Regions from separate parts of the Mus musculus genome. Here regions 1, 2 and 3 are each linked to region 4. A link is a contact called in public HiChIP or PLAC-seq and promoter capture Hi-C data. All regions are on one chromosome and are shown on one strand. The core of a region is the stretch at or near the end of the contact, and the rest is flanking DNA. Distances in the headings are between cores, read along the strand shown. Region 1 overlaps Atp2a2 (ATPase, Ca++ transporting, cardiac muscle, slow twitch 2). Region 2 holds the start of Morn3 (MORN repeat containing 3). Region 3 holds the start of Tmem120b (transmembrane protein 120B). Region 4 holds the start of Camkk2 (calcium/calmodulin-dependent protein kinase kinase 2, beta).

Region 1 (4,731 bases), core at 538-3,037, 300 kb after region 4:
ATGTCTGTAAAGTTGTTTCATAGTGAGGGATGGGGTATCTAGATTCAGGTAACACTAGAAATAATATTGATTGTTCCTAAAAATCAAGTCCTAAATTCCTCATGTTAACTTGTATGTTAAGAAAAGCAAGGACTGGAGATGAGCCCAGCAGTTACAGTAGTTACTACCCTTGAAAAGACCCAGGATAAAACCTCGCTCCCAGCTGGGGCACCTCACAGCTGCCTGTAACTTCAGCTCCACAAAGCTGTCAGCGCATGATGGCTCAGATATAACTCCAGTTCCAGGTGATCTGACACCTCTTGGCCTTTGCAGACAGACAACAGACACACATGAGGTACACGTGAATACAGGCAAAAGACCACCGTATACATAAATGTGAATCTCTTTTGAAAGTACAAAGTACTTTTGAAAAATGAGTGTAGATATATTAAGCAGAGTGCTTTGAGGTCAAGACCCTTTAACACTGTGAGGACAGGTCATAAGACACTGAGAGGTGAAGGACTATGGGAGGTTCCCCACCTCCACACACCCTCAGACCATGACAGACCAGTTGATCTTGAAGCTTGACCTGATTACACGGGGCTGGCATTTCCTGATTTCCTGTAATCACTCCTCCCGCTTCATGACTAATAGTCAGTGTCAGTCTTTCCATTCTTGCCATGGAGGTTAAGACTTTTGGGGAAAAAAACAGCTTTAAAAAGAAAAAAAAAAAAAACAAAACCAACAACAACCACAGGAAAGGGGTCACTTTTGCTAAGATATTGTGACTTGGAAAAATACAGTGTTTAAGCTTTTCTTGTGTTAGAACATGTAGAGGATTTGGGGAGGTGGCTGGGATGTGAGGATAGAATGGTGTAATTCCTGCTTCCATGTATTAATTTGACCTCCAGAAGTGAAAGATGTTCATAGCTCAACGTTCAGTTTCAGGGCTTTCTGAACTCCACCTGTTGAGGTACATGTCCAGCCCACCCCAACCCCAAGTGCTTGGGATTAAAGGCATGCACCACTGCACCCAGCTAAAATAAAATACTTTTTATTCACCCACATACATGTATACGTAAACTGTTTTCCTTGCATATATTATTATTTATGTTTACCTTAAGTAAAAAAGATGTTTAAGTATTCTTACTTAAATCTCCTTGTAAGGTAAAGAAAACTTCCATTCATTTATAAATTATCGCAAAAATAACTTTTAAAAACTGACTCTTAACTGTATTCTTGGTAGACTAACCTTTAAATTGTATTTTTCTTCAGAGTGAAAATCAGTATTGTTATGGAAAGGAAAGAGCTAAGAACTTACAGAGCCAAGAACTACACGTGAGCAGTGTCAGGTGTTAAGCAAATGGAAGGAGGTTTATAACACATGCTCTCATTCTTCCTGCCTCAGCCCAAAGAGAGGAAAAAAAATGTGGAGGAAAAAATTGCAGAGCACTCCCTTGGCAAGAATAAGAACTTTCCACTACCACGTGCCCTCAGGCGCTCACTCGCCCATTAGGGAACATCACTGGATGTGATCAGCAGTGTTTCCTTGCCTGCTTCCCAGGCAGAGCCCTGTCTGAAACTCACAGGAGCCTGTGGCGTAAAGACAATTGTTATTTTTCCTTTGAAAAATATTAGACAGATCTTTACTTTCATAGATTTATTTTTTAAAGCTCCTTAATAGATCTGTCCTGATGTGCAACCAAATAGACCCTTAGCAAAAGATGTGAAGCAGTCATAACAAGCTAGAGGAAGTCTTTCATTAATTGAGCTTCCTGAAGTAAAACTCTCTACTTCCTGGCCTTGGTAAAACAAGGTCATGGGTTGGCCAAGATGATGCAAAGGCTTTCTAGCCGAGAGAATGCTAGCACATAGTGGGTTATAAAAACTAATTCGGGCATACTTCCTTCATGTCTTTCCACAGAGACGATCTTGTGGGAGCTAGTATTTCTGGTATGCAAGAAAATGTAATAGAGACTGTTCCAAAAAGTTCTTTTCAGAATCTGAACCTGTGGTTATGAGTATTCTCCCCATATTGTTTTTTTAATTGTATTTCTGTGTCTGTGTCCATGTTCATGTGTGTATGTGTGTGTGTGTGTGGGGGTATATATGTACAAGAATGATAAGAGAACAAGTTAGGAGTTCACTGTCTTATACAGTATGGGTCCTAGGGATTAGACTTCCAGTTGTCAGGCTTGGTGGCAGTCGATTTTAGCTGCTGAATCACCTTGGTAGCCTGCCTTGTATTAAATTTTTACACTTGATCTTAGCTAAAAGGCTGAAAAGTGATGTAAGAAGTAAGTCAGCAGAGGAAAATGAATGGATAGATTCAGTTCAGCCCTGTCTGCCTGAAATTCACTATGTAAACCAGCCTAGACTGTCTTTGAACACCATGGAGATCTACCTGCCTCCCAAGAGCTGGGGTTAAAAGCTTGTGCTACCTTACCTGGCATCAGGTGTTGCCTCTTTATTCATGAGTCTGATATATGTTTTTATTTTGTCTTTTAAACTGTTAACTGAAGTTCTTTGTATGTCACCATGATCCAGCACAAGTTGAATTACAAACAATACTCCTTTCCGTGCAGGAGAAAGTATGGCCCACGCTTAGTTTTAACATGCAAATGTAGAGTCCGCCAAATCTTTGGACAGCTATGGCCCATGGAGACCTTGGCTCAGAAACAACAATGCTTGAAGAAGTAGTGACACAGAAAACAGCACCCCATATTCTTAATATATGAAGGATTTTAAAATACAGGAAATTACTCACCCAATAAACGGGACTATAAAATAGGCCCATGGCTTCAGAAAAATCTACCACCCATGGAATTCTAGAAAGAATCCAATCCTTATAGTGGTCAAGCACACCTTTCATTCCAGCAGTTGGCAGACAGGAAAGGAAGGTGGATCTCTAGGTTCGATGCCAGCCAGGGCTACATAGACAGACCCTGTCTCAGAGGAGAGAGAGAGAGAAAAAAATACACCTCTAGGGCTGGAAAGATGGTTAAGATTACTGACTGCCTTTCCAGAGGTCCTGAGTTCAATTCCCAGCAACTACATGGTGGGTCACAACCATCTGTTATCGGATCTGATGCTCTCTTCTGGTGTGTCTCAAAACAGTGGCAACAGTGTACTCACATATATAAAATAAATCTTTTTTTTTTTTTTTAAAGAAAATGTACCTGGAAACTTTTTTAAGAGGAATCTGTTTATGTCAGCATCTAATTGACAATTTAATCAAAATCCCATTGGATCCTTTTTATATGATTGTCTAGTAATGTCCCACAGGCATCCAAACCTGGGAGTTTGAGAGGTAATCTGGTCGCCTCCTTGGAGTGTGAATTGTTAACGTATAGAAAGTAAGAAGATAGGGTTGGCTTTGTTACTTTGCTCTTTTTTTTTTTTTAAGATTTATTTATTTATTTTATGTATATGAGTATACTGTAGCTGTACAGATGGTTGTGAGCCATCATGTGGTTGATGGGAATTGAACTCAGGACCTCTACTTGTTCCAGCCCCAAAATTTATTTATTAAAATATGTAAGTACACTGTAGCTGACTTCAGACACACCAGAAGAGGGCGTCAGATCTCATTAAGGATGGTTGTGAGCCACCATATGGTTGCTGGGAATTGGACTCAGGACCTTCGAAAGAGCACTTTGCTCTTAACCACTGAGCCAACTCACCAGCCCTGTTATTTTGTTTTGGCTCTAGGTAGTTAACTTCAGTGTTAAATTGAGCCAAAGTCATTTTCTATATATTATAGGCAACTTACTTTTCTTCTACTCAAGAAGATAATCATACTGAGAAAAGTCGTAAAAATAATACCTGATGGTTGAGTAATAATACCTGATAGTGTCTGGGGACTACACATTAAACACCCTAACAGCCTCATTCCTTGAGACCATGGAGGTGGGTAAAATTATTACCTTTTTTTTTTTTTTTTTAACTGTCCAAGACCAGTTTAAAGATCTGGTCCTCAGGGATCATTTGGGCATGAGAGTAACTTTTAGCTCCATTAATCTTTCTTTTATTGGTTATTCCAACTATGTGAGGATAAATCAAAGGCCTTGTTTGACAACTGTTGCACTAGGAAGTAAGTAGGAAGTTTCCTGTTTGTTAAGGCTCTCTTTGTAGTGTGGACCTTGATTAGCACTCACCACAGGAGGTCTCCCTGGACACACCCTGTACTTAGCTGGCTTTGGGGAGCAAGGATGAGAGTCGTCCTTTTCATCCCTCTGGCCACAGTAGAAAGACCTTCCGGGGGTATTGGACACCCAGAAGGTCAGTTACTCCTGTCTAGGACTAAAGCCAGACACTTTTAAATAAAAGTTCTTGTAATTGTTGATCTTTGACCTTAGACACTTGGATATTATACATATCATCTCAACTTTATCCTTTATGTACCTTAAATTACTCAAAACTAACTTGCATGAGATTTCTACTTTTCTATTCTGAAAACATCCATCAATATAGATTTTTTTCCTCTCATTAAAATTTCTTTATTAAAATACAGTCTTTTAAATATTTTGTTTACTGATGTCCTTTTTTAACAACATGAGAAAATAGAATTACTGATGTCTCTGTTTTTGAGGATTTCTCCTGGGGGGGGGGGTGACTAAAGCAGTGTCTATCACCCTGGGAAACAAGTGAGTTTCTTAGGCTTATTTAGAATTGTCAAGAAGTTACTAACGGGGGGGGGGGGGGGGGGTGGTGGTGGTGGAGAAGTTACTAACAGGGGTGCAGGTGACATAA
Region 2 (4,851 bases), core at 1,866-4,365, 270 kb before region 4:
TGAGCCACCATGTGGTTGCTGGGAATTGAACTCAGGACCTCTGGAAGAGCAGACAGTGCTCTTAAGCATTGAGCCACCTCTCCAGCCCGCCCCCTTCTTTTTCTGTTTGAGAGGTTTGTCGTTTTTTGTTTGTTTCTTTGTTATTTTTTGAAAGTGAGGTTGCCTTTAAAACCAACACTCACTCAGATGGCAGCCATGCTAAGTGCTTAAACAGAATAAACAGCAATGAAGCACACGGAGATTCCAATTTTAAATAGGGCGGTTCTGAGAACTCCTGCGTCTGGAGCTGACGTCTGAAGGCAAGATCCACACTCTCCGGTGGAGGAAGAGATGTCCTGGCAGCTGCCCCCAGAAGAGCCCAAGGCAGGAGGCAGGTACATGGTGCACTTTCCAGGAACAGCAGAGAAGCAAGTGTGTAGTAGCTCTGACAAAGGCTGAATGGGGAGGCTTAGGGGGACAGGATAAAGGGAAAAGTGAAGAGGCTAGGCAGGTCTTCCAGGATCCTCAAGGCGTTGTGAGCAGAGCAAGAATTTTGCATCTGTAAAATGTGTACACCGCGCATCTTCCACCGGAGATGGTCTCCAGAGCGTCCGGAAGATACTCAAAAGTCCTAAGGCGAAAAACAAATAAGACTTTCCCTTCCCTTAAAGTTTCCCGCTACCCTGCCTCTGCAGGAAGAGGCGGGCACAGCAAGTCAGTCAGTTTTGGCGTTGCCATAACAACCTCCCTAGGCCCAAGACTCACAACTTCAGCTGCGGGTTGAGTGAAGTCCAAGGCTGCTGTTACAGGTGAGCCAGTGGATGAAGGGGCTGGAGCTCGGGAATGACCCCAGCTGTCTGTCCCCTCCCCTCCAGTGTCCACAGAGCTCTCCTTAGTTTTTTGTTTGTTTGTTTGTTTTGTTTTTTCAAGACAGGGTTTCTCTGTATAGCCCTAGCTGTCCTGGAACTCACTCTGTAGATCAGGCTTGCCTCGAACTCAGAAATCAGCCTGCCTCTGCCTCCTGAGTGTTGGGATTAAAAGGTATGGGCCACCATGCCCAGCACAAGTGCTGCTCTTAACCACTGGGCCATCCTCTCCTTCTCTAGTTTCTGCTTTTTTCAAGACAGGGTCTCACTCCCAAGCTGACCTCAGACTTGTGGTGATTCCTCTGCCTCAGCTTTCCAGCAGTTAGGATTACGGGTTGCATTACAACTCCCAGCATCTCTTTGCCCTTAGTTGAGAACCTACTATGTGTGGGCACTTGGGTGCAGTGAGAAACAAAAAAACACATGGCCCCAGTCATCTCTGCTGAGAATGGTGGCCAGAGCAGGGGTGCTTTCAGAGGGAAAAGGTACTATCAGGATTGTTCTCGAAGGATATATAAAGATACTGCAAATGCAGATTGGTAGCCTCAGGATTCTGACAGCAGCACAAACCTTCTATACCATGGCTCCCCTCTCAAGTCCTCCACTCTCCATCTGAGGCCCTGCCAAGAAGCCAGATCTCTACACAACAATTAAAGGGCACGTGGAGAACTGCCAGTATGGGGCTGGAGAGATGGCTCATCGGTTAAGACCACTGCCTGAGGACCAGTAGATAGAGTACTTGCTTGGCATGTGTGAAGCCCTGGGCTTGATTCTAAGCACTGCATAAACCAAGCAAGAAGGCTAATGCTTGCAATCCTAGCATTTAGGAGGTAGAGTTGGGAGGACCGCTAATTTAAAGTCATCCTGCATCGTGAGTCTGAGGCTAGCCTGGGTTACATGAGACCCTGGATTGAAAAAAAGTCATTCTCAGCTACATTGGGAGTTTGAGTCTAACCTGTACTACATGACACCCTATTAGAAACAGAAAGGGGCAGAGAGAATGAATGAATGAATGAACTTGAGTGTAGTGGTACATGTCTTTTATGCCAGCACTCAGGAGGCAAGAAGAATAATGCAAATTAGGGGCTAGCCTGGTCTACATCTGGTCTACATATGGAGTATGGAGTTCCATGTCAGCCAGGGCCACAGAGCCATAGCAAGACTCCATATTAAAAAAAAAAAAAAGCAAGCTTTGTTTTGTTTTGATTTTTTTGTTTGTTTGTTTTGTTTTTATTTTGGGTTTTTGGCTTTTCAAGACAGGGTTTCTCTGTGTAGCCCTGACTATCCTGGAACTCACTCTGTAGACCAGGCTGGCCTTGAACTCAGATATCTTCCTGCCTCTGCCTCCTGAGTGCTGGGATTAAAGTCATGTGCCAGTAGTCCCCTCTGTGGGAACAGAGGCTGTAAAACATGCACAGGTGGCAGGCACAGTGTCCAACCTGAAGCACACAGGTTGTGAGGCTGACCCTGTGGGTGGATGCTAAGATACCATGACCTCCTAGAACTGGCTTCAACCTGAGGATATTTTGATTGGCAGCACCTGTGTGTATGTGCTGCCGGTGCAAGATTTAATGGGAGTGGATTTGTACAGCCTCAGAACCTATGGAGTATGTGGTTGTATTAGTTGAGGGAGATTGCGGTCCCCAGGATGTAGATAGGAACGTTTTTATCACCCATGAGCCAGCTGGAGACAGATGGAAAGACATGAACAATCCCTTCTGGAGATTCTGGGGACCTGAGGAAAACAGGTCGGGGCTCCCAGACATGGGGAGGAGACCCTGGGCCACCCACTGTTTCCCTCTAGAGTCTATGGCTCTACCAGATAAGAGTCGTAGGGCTCAGATGTGGAAGGATGACCAGTGAGCCAAGGGCTGTCCAACTGTGTTTGTTTTGAGACAAGGTCTCACTGTATAGCTAGACTTGCAGTCTGGGACAGTTAGTCACCATGAAATCAGTCTCTGATTTGTGGGATCTCCCCTGCTGAAAGGCAACCCCTGAGCTTCATCTGTCCCATCTACCAGGTACGTAGGGCAAGGGCTAACAGGGCAGGCAGCTGTCTGCCTGATACCCTCTGATACACCTGGAGTGGTCCCAGTACTTGGTACCATCTGATCTTTCTTACTTCGAGTCTCTTCTACCAAAGTCGGTTCCTGATTGGTCTTTCAAGTCATTAAGTCACCTGTGAGCATCATTTTTCCCAGGGGCAGCTTCTCTCCAGTGTCATCACAATCCCTGGGTTCCAAAGGAATTATGCCATCACATCCCTGACAGATGGACCCTAGGAGAATGCAAGGGCAAGGACTGTTGTGGGTCAGTCCAGCACAGAGGGATCCCCACTGAGGGCTCTTCACCTGCCCTGGGGACTCAGAACACAAATGACCTGCCCTATTGGAACTCAGGCAGGCACCTCCCCAGGAAGTACCAGGATCCCCAGGATACACGGGAGTCACTGAGCCCCTGATGCCCCTACCTCCTGCTAGCACCCCCGCAACACCACAGAGGCAGCCAGCATGCCGGTCACTAAGTGTCCAAGGAAAGTAGAGCCGCCGTGGAAAGGGTGGGACCGGAAAGCCCAGAAGAACGGACTGAGACACCAAGTGTTTGCTGTGAACGGCGATCACTACGTGGGCGAATGGAAGGGCAACTTGAAACACGGTAAGCTAAGCGGGAGAGCCTCCGGGGATTAGTGGCCAGCGTGGGGTCAGAGTGGGTGGGCAATGCAAAACAAAACAAAAAGCACTGTTACAGAGTCCATTAAGAACATAAGCGATCTTGTTTTGTTCCCAACCCCACTTAGTGACCAGAACCGGGACCAGCAGGGGGCTGTGGCTCTGAAGTCCAAGTCAGCCCTGACTTCAGCTGAGCCAGAGTCTAGGGACAGAAAACAAAAATGGGATAGGGATCATCAGAAGCCAGCCCAAAGCTGGGTGGGGTTCTGGGGGTGCTGGATCGCTCTCTGTCTTCTGACAGGGTAGCAGAGCCTGGGGTTGGTTGAAAAGGTCAACACATTAAGAAAATGACTTGCAGTAGGCGTTGTGGGCTTCAGATGCTGCCCTGATGCTCTGCAGATGGTGGGGGCACAAGGTCTGGGCCTCAAGACACAGGTTGGACCTATCCAACCCCCCAGAAGTAACTGAGTGACCATGATTACTCCTGTATGCCTGGACTCAAGTCTTAACCAGCAGGGGGCGAATGGGTTCTGGCCGATACATTGCAAATCACGTTTGTCCGGGATGGATGGGGGTAGGACGGGGACTCTATTTAAAAGCTCTAGTCTTGCAATTCCAGACTTAACCACTTTCTTCTCCTGCCTTCCTGGGTTATCTACACTAGAATCCCTGAGCCTGCATTGTTAGAATACCTTATCTATAGGTTTTCTCATCTGTTAAGTGGCAACAATGTCTCTTTATAAAGTACACGCAGCAAGATTGCTCAGAGCAAGGGTGCTCGGGGAGACTCTGCAAAGTAGACTACCATCACATTTCCCAAATGAGGTGACCTGGGAAGAAGTGACTACTGAAGAGGTGGTATTAGGCTATAGAGGGCACCAGAGAGGGGAAGAGAGGGAGTAACAAAGAAGACAGGAGCAGGGTGATGTTTGAGCTAGGCAGAAAGGATAAAGATGTGTCCAGGTTGAGGGGCTTTTCGTCTAAAATTTAGACCTTAAACTGTAGAATTAGAATTAGGGAGGTCAGTGTAACTTGACTGAGGGACAGACTAGAAGTCAGTGTAGCTGAACAAAGAGTAATGGGAGAGAACGTGGGTCAGAATTGGATGTGGTTTTAGTATACATTACCTATAAGCCCAGTTACTGGCTCAGGAGTCTGAGGTAGGAAGATCAAGGCTGGGCTATGACCCTATCTCTAAGATCCCCCTCCCCCAAAGCAAGTTGGGGTTGGAGAAGCCAGGTATGATGGTGCATTCCTGCAGTGCCCAAGTGCTTGGAAGACAATATGTAGGGAGATCAGGGGTTCAAGGCCAGCTTCAGCTACATGAGACCTTATCT
Region 3 (4,614 bases), core at 1,747-4,246, 300 kb before region 4:
CACACAAACTCATGAACCCACACTACACACACACATACTTACACACACAGCTATATCATCTCATTTCGCCACAAATGTCTCATCAGAATCTCTGTCCAACATATATACACAGCATATACCCTGGACTTGAGACACTTTCTTCCCAGGAGTTCAGAATTCCCATGAATGCAAAGAATGGGCAGACTCTATAGACATTTTCAGAATAAATCTAGCACTAACTTTCAGCATGGAACAGCTGGTGATCCCTACTAGAACAATCAGCTTTGTCTAAGCTTCAGTTTCCTCGTCTTAGAATAAAAACTGTGGACGGACCTCTTGGCTAGCGTGGGTGGCCCACACCTTTGATCCCAGCACTTGGAAGGCAGAAGGAAGCTGATCTCTGTGAGTTTGAGTCTGGCATGGCTTACATACCCAGCCAGGGATACAGTGAAACACTGTCTCAAAAAAAGGTTAGATGGTATAACTCCAATCCAATTCCAGGGGATCTGAAACCTTCTTCCTTTCCTGGCCTCCACAGGCACAGGCGCACATACACGCGCGCGCGCACGCACGCACACACACACACACACACACACACACACACACGGAGACACATAAATAAAACTAACAAGTAAATAAATTAATGGGCAGGAGAAATGGCTCAGTGATTACAGGCACTGGCTACTCAGGCAAAAACCTGAGTTTGGATCTCAGGACCCACACGTGCCTCACAACTGTCTATAACTCAATGTCCAGAGGATCTGATGACGGTCTCCTATGGATTCCTCCAGCACCAGGCACGGATGTGGTGCATAGAGAGATACATTCGAGAGAAACACCCATACACAAAAATAAAAACAATAAACCTTTAAGTATATATTTATAAGCATATATTTACATATAAACATTGTATATATCAAATATATTATAAATACATGTTATAAAGATATATTTATACGTAAATATACATAATGCATGTGTGTGTGTGTGTGTATATATATATATATATATATACCCTCCATACATATATATAGAGGAGAGAGAGAGAAGAGAAGAGAAGAGAAGAGAAGAGAAGAGAAGAGAAGAGAAGAGAATTTTTGCTCCAGTCTATGACCTTAACCACCAGGAAGCTATCCACTCTGTACTCAGACCCAGAAGCTGACCATCAAGCCTACACCAGTTGGGTCCCTCTTCCTCAAAGGAGGATCTAGTCTGTCCCAGTTGTCCCATCTCTAAGAAACCAGATCCTTCCAACAGCCCTTGCTGTTCACCACCAGACGAGGAGATCCAGATCAACTCATAACTCCTCCGCCCCCGACCACCCGAGCACCTGACCCCTCATGACATCTTCCTGTCATAACAAATCAAAGGCCTCCTTTACGACACCTGCCTGCCAAGACTTGCTACCTAATTGTTGATAATTGCATTAATTGCATAGTTCTGCAGTGTTAGGCTCCTCCTCCTCGTAGTTTAAAACAAGCCGAAAGGAAGGAAATAGAAGCAAAAGCCCCACGCAGGAAACCTCTTCTCCCACTCCCAACTCTAAGACCCACTCACTGGCTCTGTGGCTGGGCATGGCTTCACAGCCCAGTGGGAAAAATTGTTAAGGATATGGCTGAGTCTTTTCCCCGTGGGTGGAACCAAAAGGGATCCTCTGGGAACTATGAGGAACCCAAGACCTCAGATCTGAAAGAGAAGGCACCAACCCATCCATATATGCTGGAGGGACTACGAAGGGATGACAGTCCTGGGTCTCTTAAGTCTCTGCCCATGCCGATCTGCTGCTCAGGTTCACCGGCATCCTTCTGTAACATCGGCAGCCTCACTTTACAAAGACCCATCACAGACCTCCCTTGACAGCATTCTCCTCTGGACATTGCAGGAGGTCAGCCCAACTGAGAACGCTACAGGGACAAGGGGAATGACAAAGTAACCATTGAGAGGAGGAGAGAGTGAATGCGAGGAAGCCATGTGTTGTTCCTCTTGGCCGTCCCCAAGGTTTCCTGAGTCTCTAGTCCCCAGAGCATATAGCTGAGGCCTCTCTGGACCCTCCTGATAGGACCGGGTGGCGATGCTATCCTCTCAAGAGCCCAGCTCTTATACCAACCTTCAACACACCAGGTGGAACGCTCTGTGCCAAAACGGTGAGGGGTTGGGTGCAGCCCTCTATCACCGGGTGAGGCAGCCAGCTGTCAGAACTGACAGATGCCTGCCATCCACAATGGTAAACTCAGCTCGCAGCAGCCGATAAGCAGAACCACATCAGAGCTCCCAAAGTCAAGGCTATGACTGAGGGGTCTCTGAGACTTAAAAACTGCCTAAGGGGCCAAGATGAAAGCAGCCAAGCACAACTCTCAAACCGCAGTTGCAGCGAGGGCTGCCCAGCCAGCACAGAGCGTGTAGTAAGGAGTTGAACAGCCAACTGCAACTGGAGGGTTGGGGGGAAGATCCCTTGTGTGGGGGTTGGTCTGGTGTCCTTTGAGTATCACAGTTTCCTCGTGAACACACCTGGAACTTGCCTCGGGGGCCAGAGACGAACTTTCTGTAGCGAAGGGAGAGCGTGGAGCAAAGAGTGGATGAGAGGGCGCGAGAATGAGGGGCGCCCCAAGAGACTGAGGAGCCAAAGCGCTGCTACATAGGAAGGGGCTGCGCCAGGCCACCCACCAGCCCATCGGACGCACAGCCCGGGCCACCGTCTGGGTCCTATCGCCCCACCTCCGGGCTGGGATGGCTAGATAGGGAAGGCACAAGCACCGCAGGTAGCAAGAGTGGCGGGACCAGGTGGCCCGGTCCTACCTGCAGCTCCTGAAATTCTCCCTCCAGCTCGTGCCACTCGCGCTCGCAACGCTCCAGCTGGCCGGACATGGTGCAATGGTGCAAGGCGGCGGCGGCGGCGGCGACGAAACCCGCAGCGTGACCCGTCCGGCCACCAGCAGCCCACGCCCGCCCGCTCACTAGCCGCCTCCCGAGGCACCAGCTGTTCCTGCGCAGCCGGAGCCACGCGCGCACCTGACGTCACGGGCCCCGCCCCGGCGCCAGCCTCACCCCCTCGCCCGAGGGTGGGGCCCGCGCATGCGCATGGGCGATCCCCCGGGCTCTGGCCTCGTGGCGGGTGCAACTCTTCAGTCTTCTTTGGGTCTCTTCACTCCTCGTGTGTAGGTAGTAGGTTTCTCGTCGGAGTGGGTGGAGGGTTTATGTGTAAGCTGCATTTATGGCTTATGTTACTTAGATTATCTTTGTGGGAGAGTGAGGTGGAAATGATTTGGAGGAGGTAAAGGGAAAATTCATGTATTCCTTCACATTGCCTGACCTAGGCCAAAGCCAGTGCCCTGAAATGACAGCTTTGACAGTGACCGCGTAGTAAGGTCAAGGGCAGGATGGGAAAAATGCAGACTTGGCTCTGTCATCTCACGCTGGCGATGATATTTATTGCAACCAATACAGCCTAGATACATCCCTGTCCTCTAAGACACTGGGTGACTCTTGACAGCTGGTGCTGTCAGTCAAAAGCCACAACCACCAAGTTTATGGAATACAGTTGCCTCCCTTTCCGTGCCAAGTCCGAAAAGACCTGCACAAGCCTGGCTTTTCCAACCACACCTCCTATCTCCCTGCCCTAAATCCAGCTCTCCGGCCATTGTTTTTATCCTGACTTGACATTCCTCCCTCTGAATCATCATGCAGTGGCTTCTTGCTCACTCCTGGAACCTCATTCAAATGACACCTGCAGCTGGGTGTGATATTGCATACCAGCCTTGACAACGTAGTAAGACTTGTCTCAACAAACAAACAAACAAACAAACAAATAAAATATCAAATGATGCCTGTCGGGGCTGGAGGGAAAAACTTCAGTGGTTAAGGGTGTGTGTTCTGCAGTTTGGGTGGCACATGCCTTTCATTGAAGCACTCCAGGGCCAGAGGCAGATAGATCTCTGTGGGTTTGAGACCAGCCTGGTCTACATAGCTCAGGGCCAGCTCCACAGTAAGACCCTGTAAAATTAATTAAAATTAAAAGGACACCTGCATTAGTTTCACAGGGCTATGCTTAGCTACAAGTGGGTGGCCTAGACAATAGAAGTGCATTTATCTCACAGCGACCAACCTGAAACGAAAGTGTCATGACTCCTGAGACCCTGGGTAGGGCCTTGCCTTGCTACCTAGTAGCCATGACAGTGACTGTTGAGCCTACATACTCCATGGCTTTCATCTGCATTGCTCCATTCTCTCTGACCAGTAGTTACAGGGCCTCTCTGTGTGCCCTCTCTTATGAAGACACTGTGAATGAAAATCCCCAGAAGGGCTAGAGAGATGGGTCAGCCTCAGCGGTTAAGAGCACTGGCTGCTCTCCCAGAGATCCTGAGTTCAATTCCCAGCAGTCACATGAAAGAGCTAGAGAAAGTACCCAAGGAGCTGAAGGTGCTTGCAGCCCACTAGGAGGAACAACAATGTGAATTAACCAGTATCCCCAGAGCTCCCAGGGACTAAACCACCAGCCAAAGACTACACACGGAGGGACTCATGGCTCTAGCTGCATATGTAGCAGAGGAAGGCCTAGTTGGTCATCAATGGGAGGAAAGGCCCTTGGTCCTGTGAAGGTTCTATGCCCCAGTGTAGGGGAATGCCAGGGCCAGGAAG
Region 4 (4,567 bases), core at 1,849-4,348:
TGAATAGCTTCATCACTTCAAAGTGCCCCTCCCCCATTATGGATGATGACCTCAGAGAAACTGCTTCATGGAGTGCCCTCCTAAATGGCAACACACTGGACAATTGTATGAAAATCACCCTGTGGTGTTTATAAATAAAGTTTTATTGGGACACTGCTACATCCATCTATTCACTATTGTCTGTGGCTGCTAATGGCAAGGTCGCCTGGGTTCTCTCTGTTGAGAGCACAGGGTGGAGCCTGAAATGTGGCCAACAAGTGCCCTTGAAAGAAAATGAGACTTTGTATCTTGTGATTCATGTAAAAGAGTTGTCTATGAGCCTAGGCCTGGGGCTGAAAACAAAACAGAACAGACAGGGCTGTTGTTAAGACATTCCTAAGAACAGCTTGATTGTACAAGCAGGGCTATCTTGTCTGGGTCAACACCACCTGGCCAGGAACCTCCCCTCTGTCTACTGCCCCTTGACGCGGGGTAAAGTCATACATCAACTGGTTGCTATGTGAACAAGATAAGCCCCCAGCCCACAGGAACAAAGTCCTGATGCCCTGTAATATTTCTGTTAATGTTTGAATAAGCCAATAATGTGTCGCTATGCTGAATTCCACACCCCTAAGCCCCTTACCCCATAAAAACCCCTAGCTGTCGAGCCTTGTGGCCGACATCCGTTATCTCCTGTGTGAGATGCATGTCGTCCAGAGCTCCGTCATTAAACGTTCTCATGTAATTACATCAAGAGATGGTCCTTCCTGATTTTTTTGGGTGCACGCCGAATCGGGAGTTGAGTGGGGGTTTCCCCACTAGGTTCTAACACCCTGTCACTCATGACCCCCAAAGCCCCGCCCTGCCTACTTAACCTACTATAAATTTGGGGTTGGGGAGGGGTCTACAATACAGAAAAATACAGAACTATGTACCCACTATTCAGCATCAACTATTTTTGCAATCTATTTTACAACCATTTATAGAGGAAATAAAACAGCTATGTCATCTTCCTATACTCCCTGTCCCATTCTCTGCCCTCAATTCCTTCCTTTACTCATCTATCATTATTGTTTTGTCTTTTTGGAAGCAGGGTCTATATAGACCTGGAACTTCCTACCACCTTGAACTCATGGAGATCCTCCTGCCCCATGCCTCCCAAATACTGGGGTTAAAAGTGCCCGACCCACCTTCCTTTATTTTTATTCCATGTGTATGGGTGTTTTTCCTCAATGCATGTCTGCGAACCACATGCATGCTCTGCCTGAGAAGGCCAGAAGAGGGCGTCAGATCCCCTGGAACTGGGGTTCCAGAGGTTGTGACCCATCATGTGGATACTGGGAATCGAACCTAGATCCTTTGCAAGAGCAGCTGGTGGGTGCTCTTAACTACGGAGCCATCTCTCCAGCCCGCTTCCTTTTTTGGGGGGGAGGGGTTCAAGACAGGGTTTCTCTGTATGGCCCTGGCTGTCCTGGAACTCACTCTAGACCAGGCTGGCCTCGAACTCAGAAATCCGCCTGCCTCTGCCTCCCGAGTGCTGGGATTAAAGGCGTGCGCCACCACGCCAGGCTATCCAGCCGGTTTCCTTACCGTTACCTCCTACCTGGTAGGCAAGTCCTCTACCTCTGAGCTACCCCTCTAGCTGCCTACTTCCGTCTTGATGTCAGACCATCATGCATCTAACATGAACCGATTCTCTTTGACGTTCGCACAAGCTTGTGTCCATAAGCATACACCGTGTGGAGGTCATAGAACATGTCCCTCTTGAAATCAGAGCATCTGTGCTTGCCTCTGCACCCGTCCCTTACTGGAGAGAGGCTATTATCCACCCTCTAGGGAAGAAATGGGGAGAGTCATTAGACCCTCACCTGAGATTACAGTTGCTCCCGCCTCTCCTCCTGTGCAGACCTCCAACAGCACCTGGCCCCGGGAGATGCTAGAGAATATAAAGGGGTGGGTAAACGAAGGAGACACTCCTTCTGGCAGGTCACTGTCCATGCTGGAGATGAGTAAGCCCAATAAACCCATTGGTTCACCAAGCTGGGCTTGGATGTTTTTGATCTGTTGTCGGCGCCCTATTTTGGGTGAATAGGCATTTGTTCATGTCTCCTCAGGAAGTCAGTCAAGAGTGGGGCTTAAAAAGACACGCAAACTGTGCATGATACTGTCTCCTGCAGCTTGCTGTCTTACGCTACATGTTTTTGTTTTCCTTTTCCTGTGGGGGTACAAATAGATCTAACAGTCCTTTTAACTATTGTGTACTATTCCACTTCGTCTCGCTCCAGTTGCTACTACTAACAAATAAATGGAAGAGCGCTTAGCAGTATCAGAGGTGGTCATCTCATTAGAACGCTCATTGAGTTTATTTGTCCGGTCCTGGGGACTGTTTGTGAGTGCCCAGCCTAGAAATATGGCAATAATTTATTGAGGGCTGAAAATCGACCCAGTTGACAAAGAGCTTTGAATTCTTAGTGAATTTGACATCTCAACCCTTTGGCTGCCGGCAGAAACATGCATGCAGACAGCCACTGGTGAACATCCGAGTCTGAGTTCACCGGCCCCCCACATCCAAGGCCACCGGGTGAGCGAGCCCTTGAAATACCCTTTTTTTTCTCCGTTGTTACCCAACTGGGAGACTAAATATTTTAAGGCTCCAGCAAAGTAAACCGTCAAAAAGGGGAAGAATGTTTGGTCAGTCTTGTGGAGAGACCTAGAACTTCGCTGGGCTGTTCAGAGTGAGTGATGCATTTTAGGGCGAGCCTGCAGCAGTGGTCAGAGGGGTGGTGGCTGCGGAAGGGTTTCCCCATAATGGGCGTTGCCCCGAAATCCAGGGAGGGAACCGCCAGACGGCTCCTGGGTTTTCCCCCGTCGCCTTTGGGGGAACTTCTCCACGCTCAGGGACAAAGCGGCGTGGAGCATCTCGCAGGAACCGAGACCCACTCCCAAACTTGCGGCCTGTTCGCCCCTGCGCGAGTCGGGCCTCGCTTCCTGTCGCCTCCTTCCCCCCACCCCCCCTCCCGCCTCCACCTCCGCCCCGCCGCTACTTAAGTCTCCGCGGGACCCGGCGCGCGCGGCCGAGGCTGCGGCGGGCACGCGCGCTCCACGCCGGGTCCTTGGCCAATCAGCAAGGAGCCCGAGGCGCCGCCGCGCCGCGCGCGAGCCGAAGCCCGGGCGGCTCCTCCCGTGGAGAGCCGAACCGGACCGAGCCGAGCCGAGCCAAGCCGAGCCAAGCCGAGCCGGGGGCGCAGAGCGCGGGAGGCGGCGGCGCGGAGCCCAGGTGAGCTGGCCCGAGGCGGGCCGGGCTGAGTCGGGGGTGGGTGGGGGAGGGACGCAACCTCCCCGTGGGTCTTTGGGTCCCGGACGCGCGCGGGAGCCGGCAGACACAGCCCAGAGGCGGGCCCCGAGGGGACCCCACGTGCGCCGCCCCGCGCCCCGCCACGTGGAGGGCTGCGCCCCCTTTCCCCCTGGCCTCCGGAGCCGGGCGGCGCTTGGGGTCCGGCGGCAGGAGCCGGCCAGGAGTTCCGCACCAAGGTCCGCCGGCCAGGGCGGTCCCGGATCCCAGCGATGGCCTAGGCCACCCCTGGCGCTTGACAGGTGCGGAACCTGAGCGCGCGGGAGCGTCCCACCTCCGCAGGCTGCCAGGCACGGGGAGGACCCTGGTCCTAGGGGCTTGGACCCGAGTCTGCCCTCTGATCACCCCGACCTCACAGGCCGACTTGATCCTTTTGACCTAAATTTACCTCTGGGCTGCAGCGCGCGATGCATAAAGAGTGCCTGCCGGCTCCCTCTGGCACAGCCCTGGGGTGGTGGTGCCCCGCTATCACCGGGGCTATGCCAGGGTTCTCCCCACCCCCTGAATGCCCAGTTTGGGAAACGGGGTGTTTTCACAGCTCTGTCAGCCTCCTCCCCGGCTGCTCTCACTTGGAGATGAAGAGGTGGCACTTTGCAGGGGGATGGAGCAGGGGGTGGAGGACATCTCAGGTGCCATGGGCAAACAGCCTCCTGATCTGGGGGTGGGTGGGTCATGCTCCGCATTCATTACCCTAGATGCAACTTTTACCTTCCTCAACCTCCTCTGTGATGTTCCCCCAGTCCTGGAGTAGAAACTTCAGGTGCCCTGGGGCATTAATGATGTCTTTTACTCCTCCTCCTGACTCTGCCCCCACAGGACCTAGAGGAGGATTGCTCTGCCTCCCCACAGCTCCTTTGTTCTTTGGAAGTGGCAGGGGCTGCCGCTGTTCCCAAACCCACAGAAACTGCGGTTTCAGAATAGATCGTGCTATCAGTGTACAGAAGCAGCTTCAGTTTGCCCGATCCCCCTCCTTGTACACTCTACTGCTGTACACTTCATCAAAAATGTCATATGCCGGGCCATGGTGGCATACACTTTTAATCCCAGCACTCGGGAGGCAGAGGCAGGTGCATTTCTGAGTTCGAGGCCACCCTGGTCTACAAAGTGAGTTCCAGGACAGCCAGGGCTACACAGAGAAAGCCTGTCTCGAAAAACCACAAAACAAAACAAAACACAAAAACAAAAGAAAACCCCGTCATATGATGAGCCCCTACCTTGGATAACCGTAATTACATT

What was found. Promoter capture Hi-C pulls out the DNA fragments that hold promoters and counts their contacts. HiChIP or PLAC-seq counts read pairs in DNA pulled down with a chosen protein or histone mark.
Region 1: a contact with region 4 is called in an H3K4me3 HiChIP or PLAC-seq map of bone marrow-derived macrophages, with 5 times the contacts expected there. The contact joins the enhancer-like site here to the promoter of Camkk2 in region 4. A contact is called at or near these places in 16 of 39 promoter capture datasets (the 3T3-L1 cell line, 3T3-L1-derived adipocytes, the C10 cell line and 10 more), 1 of 15 datasets of contacts at CTCF or cohesin (the NIH/3T3 cell line), 4 of 484 Hi-C or Micro-C datasets (B cells, embryonic stem cells, nephron progenitors and 1 more), 10 of 115 datasets of contacts at active chromatin or transcription factors (astrocytes, bone marrow-derived macrophages, embryonic hindbrain and 5 more) and 5 of 9 other capture datasets (adipose tissue, embryonic stem cells, liver and 2 more).
Region 2: a contact with region 4 is called in a promoter capture Hi-C map of second pharyngeal arch cranial neural crest. The contact joins the promoter of Morn3 here to the promoter of Camkk2 in region 4. A contact is called at or near these places in 9 of 39 promoter capture datasets (the SN4741 cell line, cranial neural crest, embryonic stem cells and 6 more), 1 of 15 datasets of contacts at CTCF or cohesin (the NIH/3T3 cell line), 2 of 484 Hi-C or Micro-C datasets (both in embryonic stem cells), 9 of 115 datasets of contacts at active chromatin or transcription factors (the 230-238 cell line, bone marrow-derived macrophages, effector CD8 T cells and 4 more) and 1 of 9 other capture datasets (pancreatic islet).
Region 3: a FOXA1 HiChIP or PLAC-seq map of pancreatic cancer cells shows a contact between it and region 4. The contact joins the promoter of Tmem120b here to the promoter of Camkk2 in region 4. A contact is called at or near these places in 2 of 484 Hi-C or Micro-C datasets (brain and embryonic stem cells), 4 of 115 datasets of contacts at active chromatin or transcription factors (bone marrow-derived macrophages, embryonic stem cells, extraembryonic endoderm stem cells and 1 more) and 1 of 9 other capture datasets (adipose tissue).

What each region holds. Positions count from the first base shown.
Region 1 is chr5:122,478,762-122,483,492 of GRCm38.p6, reverse strand. The region is part of intron 5 of Atp2a2 (ATPase, Ca++ transporting, cardiac muscle, slow twitch 2); the gene reads left to right. Among named protein-coding and RNA genes, the nearest start is that of Atp2a2, 21 kb to the left of the region's middle. Within about 2 kb of position 1,787, at least 26 of the 459 cell types and tissues checked have an H3K27ac peak or open chromatin away from gene starts, as enhancers often do. A contact at or near this core is called in adipose tissue, bone marrow-derived macrophages and macrophages, where this site is marked.
Region 2 is chr5:123,045,280-123,050,130 of GRCm38.p6, reverse strand. It overlaps Morn3 (MORN repeat containing 3), which reads left to right and starts at 3,115. Exons shown (of 5, transcript NM_029112.2): 1 at 3,115-3,500. The coding sequence starts at 3,356.
Region 3 is chr5:123,074,657-123,079,270 of GRCm38.p6, reverse strand. Tmem120b (transmembrane protein 120B) reads right to left here and starts at 2,996. Exons shown (of 12, transcript NM_001039723.2): 1 at 2,776-2,996. The coding sequence starts at 2,844.
Region 4 is chr5:122,777,941-122,782,507 of GRCm38.p6, reverse strand. Camkk2 (calcium/calmodulin-dependent protein kinase kinase 2, beta) reads left to right here and starts at 3,098. Exons shown (of 17, transcript NM_001199676.1): 1 at 3,098-3,256.